2 separate regions of the Mus musculus genome follow, and region 2 is linked to region 1. The links are chromatin contacts, called in public Hi-C maps. All regions are on one chromosome and are shown on one strand. Each heading gives the region's core, a stretch centred on a gene start, on an enhancer-like site or on the middle of the called end of the contact. The rest is flanking DNA. Distances are from core to core; before and after follow the strand shown.

What was found. Hi-C and Micro-C count contacts between places; a contact is called where the count stands out from the background.
Region 2: a contact with region 1 is called in a Hi-C map of the CH12 cell line, with 1.6 times the contacts expected there. The contact joins two enhancer-like sites. A contact is called at or near these places in 2 of 484 Hi-C or Micro-C datasets (the CH12 cell line and granulocyte-monocyte progenitors) and 1 of 115 datasets of contacts at active chromatin or transcription factors (embryonic fibroblasts).

What each region holds. Positions count from the first base shown.
Region 1 is chr13:110,470,415-110,473,050 of GRCm38.p6, reverse strand. No RefSeq gene overlaps it. Among named protein-coding and RNA genes, the nearest start is that of Plk2, 77 kb to the right of the region's middle. Within about 2 kb of position 1,315, at least 14 of the 459 cell types and tissues checked have an H3K27ac peak or open chromatin away from gene starts, as enhancers often do. A contact at or near this core is called in the CH12 cell line, where this site is marked.
Region 2 is chr13:110,540,444-110,543,079 of GRCm38.p6, reverse strand. No RefSeq gene overlaps it. Among named protein-coding and RNA genes, the nearest start is that of Gm32990, 27 kb to the left of the region's middle. Within about 2 kb of position 1,294, at least 74 of the 459 cell types and tissues checked have an H3K27ac peak or open chromatin away from gene starts, as enhancers often do. A contact at or near this core is called in the CH12 cell line, where this site is marked.

The sequences.
Region 1 (2,636 bases), core at 66-2,565:
CTGCCATGAGATAAGGCCCTTCCCTCAGGCAAAATGAAGTGACAGCTGAGAGAGAGGACTCAGGTCCACGCAGTTGCCTCTACTTTACAGACTTGATTTTTCTCTCAGCATCAACGTTCCTCTCCTTACAGGTCCACTTGAAGTCCTCTCCTATTCTACCCACAATTAGTGAGTTCTTCTCTGCATTCCTGTAGCACACGTGGCTCCTAGTCTCACCAGCTTGTCCTGTTTTCTTTATAAATTAACTTTTTCCTTGCTAAAATAAATTCCGAGCTCCTGGAAGGCATGGCTCCATTTTCTGCTCTGTCTCTCACGTCTCTTCATAGTCTGTTGCCACTGCCTAGTGGATTAAAATAAAGTTAGAGCCGAGACTTCTGGGTTATCTACCCAGATTTGTTATCTCAGAACTAGAGAGATGGCTCAGCAGTTAAGAGTATTGCTGCTTTTGCAAAGACCCGGGGTTCAGTCCAACATCTACATGGCACTGTGATGCCACAGATAGTCATAACTGCCTGGGACTCCAGTTGCAGAGCATCCAATGTCCTATTCTGACCTCCTTGGGCACCCAGCAGGTACATGGTGCATTTACATACATACAGGAAGATATTCATAGACAAAGTAAATTTAATTATTAAAAATTTGAAAGACATGCTTTCTCTTCTGTCTTGGATATAGAACTAAACAAACCTCAAGAAATAAAGGTTGGTAATTATGACACTTCCTATTTATTCTAATAAGGCCTCGTGTGTGTGTGTGTGTGTGTGTGTGTGTGTGTGTGTGTGTGTAGGGGAGGTGAGCATGCATGTCTCTTTGTGTGGGCATACATATGAAGGGGTATCAGTGTCCATGTCTCTGTGTGTATGTGTGCATGTAGGGATGGTATGAGTATGCATGTATGTATGTGCATGTGTGTACATGTTTGCATATATGTTTGTGTGTATGTGTGTGTGAGTATGAGTGTGAGAGTGTGAATGTCTGTGTGTGTATATGTGCTTGTGGGGCGGTGTGAGTCTGTGTGGGTGCATGTGTGTGCATGTTTGTGTACATGAGTGTGTGTGTGTGAAAGAGAGAGTATGTTTGTATATATGAGTGTGTGTGTGTATGAGTATGTTAGTGTACATGACTATGTGTGTGCATGTGTAAGAGTATGCATGGCTGTGTGTGCATGTTTGTGTATATGAGTGTGTGTGTGTGTGTACCTGTCCTTCTGTATTTTCCTTCTATTTGTAATGAGTCTCAGTGGCTAGCAAAGGCACACACAGAGAAGGAACTTAGGTCCTGATGTCACGTATAGAGGAAGCTACCCCACACCAGGAGCCTCGGACTTTGCCTATTACAAAATCAAAACGTCAGCACATTTGGAGCATCACATCCGAGTGGCAGGGTGGGGGTGGGGGTGCTTGTTGTAGCAGCCCACAGTGGCTTTGCTACTTCTTGTAATTCTAGCAGAGAGAGTCTGAACTGATATTACTGCTCAGCTAGGCCACAAGGACTGAATTTTGTAGTTTCTGGAAAGTGAAAGTGAACTAATTTGGTAATTTTCCGGTGTATAAAATATTGCTAATTATGTCAAAAACATCATTCAGTTTGTTATAAGAGCAAGTCACATAAAACTGCCGGCTATTTAGTAGGCACCACTGAAGGTCCGTTCAGTACATGAGTATGTTTATTTTGAATTAGATTTTAGCAAACAGAAGCGATATTTCAAGAGGCCATAAAAACAGAATCCAAATGTTTTGCATTTGTTCTTAAACTTTAACTATAGTAGAAATTCTTTGAAAATATCCTCCTGAGTGATGGCTACCGCAGGAGAGCTTGATAGGACTTAGGCAAATTAAACAAGACAAAGCAGTAACTTTTAGAAAAGATTTTTTTTTTTTTGGTATTCTCAGACCATCTCTCCAGGTTGAAGTTTGGAATTTTGTAGATTTTTAAGGCTTTACAGAAGGCCAAGAAGTGTCTAAGTGAGAACATGATCGTGTCATAGCTATTTTAACAAATCTATTATTCTTTCTAGGCTCATTACTCAGTCTGAGGGAATGTCGTCTGGTTCGCCTGGTTTTGATCATTAAAGGCAGACTGCTTACCTACAAATATGGGAGAAACAGGAATGCTTTTGATTTGCTGAAATCACGTTTAAGTGAAGGAACAGTGTTATCCTCCAGGGGTCAAGAAAGTTTACAGGGCACAGTGGCCTCTCCTGCAGCATACGGGAAAACCCAAGCCAAAAGCAAAACCCCAGATAAAACAAAATTTAATGAAGCATGTGCTTAAAGTCTGACTAAAACTTAGACATCTGAGTTCAGATGATTTGGGATTAATTTTAGACAATTTGTCTTCTTAAGTAAGCATATTTATTCCTATTGTACTTAACAGCCCAACTTCATGTGAAAAGTTTAGACATACAATTTATTCATATAAATATATAATATATATGAATATATAATAATTCATCTCCCAAATATAGTTTTTCATTTTCAAAGGTGCTAATGTTGTTTCTAAAATAAACATTCTATAGAGTTTATGTTTACCCCTATTTTGTATCTGAAAAACAAACAAAAGCATAGCAATATACATATATATGTGTGTATATATATGTGTGTGTATATATATGTATGTGTATATATGTGTGTGTG
Region 2 (2,636 bases), core at 45-2,544, 70 kb before region 1:
ACAGAGTAATTGCCCTAATAGGAGTCACAGCTTTAAAGGAAACTAACCCTCTCTTTCTTAGAACCCTCAAGTGTTCATAGACCCCATCTCCCCACTTAGGAGTTTGGGCATATGGATCTTTTTTCTCTCCATGGTAGAATGTTGACTGGATCTTTGGAAGGCTTTGTGCACGCAAGCGCAGCTGTTGTGAGTTCCTGAGTACAGTGGTTCTTTCATGTCCAGAATACATTGCATCACTCTGGTCTCCCCTAAGCTCTGGCTCTTGCAATCTCTTCCAGTCCTTGTTCATGATGGTCCTAGAGCTTTTGTGTAGGGGCTGTGATATAGTTGTTCCATTTGTGGCTAGGCACTCTACTGACACGTTCTCTGCATGTTGATCAGTTGTGAGGTCTTTTGTGTGCTAAGCACTGTTCATTGCACAAAGAGTGCTTTCTGATGGTGTCTAAGTCATCTTAACTCTTCAGCGAGTTTTACCACCTAGCTTTAGAGAAATAAATCAAGAAGGATATCGTCCCCATGGCTTCCATTTCACCACAGCTATGTGGACAGCTGCTTTAGAGGAGTGGCTTTTTGGAGTTGAGTGTAGTCCCTAGGCAACAGGTGTTAAGAAAATGGTCATCTCAGACCTACTAATCACAAGATCTCAAATTCTGCCAACTGCAAAAAATTCTTGAAATACAGGGGGCAGGGGGGAGGCATGGTCCAAGCCTACCTTAATAAACAACTCTAGTTTGTATTATTTTAAGGTTTTTATTCAGAGCTATCTCCTACTCACTGATGGACTGGGCATTGAATGACCAAAGAAAGGTTGGAATATGAGAACGGTTTGCTTCTAAAGGAAAAGAGCATAGTCACTGGCTTTTAGGAAGAACTAACTCATAGGGTCTTGCAAAGTTAAAGGAACACCAAGAAAATAAGAAAGAAACCAGGAACACTGCATAAAACTAACTACATACATGTAGGTCCTTCTTTGGGTTGGAAATACTCTATGGTACAAGATGCTTAAGGCTTTAGGAGAAAAAAACAAAGCAAGGAGAGGCAGCTAATTATAGGGAGCATGCTGGGGAAGTAGAGCACCCTCACTGTCTCTTCTCAGCTTTGCCACTCCACAGTCACATGATACTACAGCTCAGTGACTCAGCTAAGATACATGGACTGTTTTTTTTTTTTTTTTTTTTTCCAGTTATATTATGACTGGGCATTTTCTGTGTTCCAGGATTATTCTAAAGCTAAGGGTACCATAGGAAACAAGATATGCAAAGCTCTTGTCCTCAAGGGACTTACGTCATAGCATGCTGACAGTGATTCTGCCAATCACAGTAGCTCCGCATAGATGATTCATGGTGAGGACAGAGTAGGTTGTGGAGTGGGAGTCAGGGATCTTAGGAAGATGGCATTGTGTTGAGATGAGACCTGAATTGAGCCTGGCTGATAGGTTGGGTGCCAGGCTAGGAGAGGAAACCAAGACTCAGGGATGGCCTGGGGGAATTTTGGCCTAAGCATTTGAGTGCAGGCTTACAACATTTGTTATATCAGAAGCGCTGTGGGAGGAACACTTTTGCAGAGATGTCAGAGTTTATTCTGGGACATGTATGCTTAGTGTGCCTGTGATCAAAGGGGAAGATTATGAGTTGGCTGTTCTACTGGGGGGCTGGGCTTGTCACAGTTATAAAATGCATGTGTTAAACTGTATCGTCTGTGTTCCTCTCCAATTCTGCCAGTTAACGACTCCATGAGTTAGAAATAAAAGCAAAAAGAAAGGAAAACAGACTGACAGAAACAAATAGATGAAATAAAATCAAATGTGATAAGTACAGAGAATGGATAAAAGTCACCTAGTAGGCAAATAAAAAAGGGACCTTAATTAAAATGGACGGAGAACAATATATCTTCACTTTGGCAGCTATGAAAGATAAATCAAGATCTCAAAATGGCGACTGGCACCAATTGAGTTCCATTCACTGGCACTCAGCAACTGTGGCTCGACAAGCATGTGCTTACTATATATGCCCTGTCAGTTCTTAGCATTTTCACAGAAATCACACATCTAACTGTATGACTGAGGTTGGTGGACTCCCCCACATGACCTCAAGGCAGTATGGACAAGTAGTGATTCCTAACACAAATACTATCACTTTTAAAAAGGAACGAGTTACTGTGGAATATCAGACATAGCCACAGTTATTTGTGTCCAATAGTTTCATAAAGCATATTTCAGTGACGGAGAAGCTGGCTGGGTGATGTGGAGGCCTGCAAATGAGTACACTCACATTTCCGCCTTCGTATAGTTTCCATGGCTACAGGCATATTTGAATCGCATTAGTCACACGTAGCATAAAGAAAGAACAAAAGGACGTGAAGGAACAAATGACATCAGGATGTCACAGAGATGTAGAGGTGATGAAAGCTGTATTTAAAGATCATCATTACACACGTGAAGACCTCTGTGTGCGGGAGTTCACCTCATTAAGTCGAATGCTCTTCCAGCTGCCCTGTGGCATGCTCAGAAAGAGTCCAAGTTTTCCAAAGTAAAATTAGAGTGAACTGTCCAATGTTAAAAACAAATTAATTTACTGATGGTAACATGGTAATTAGAAGAATCACAGCATTCTAACATATCCTCAGAAGTATAACTT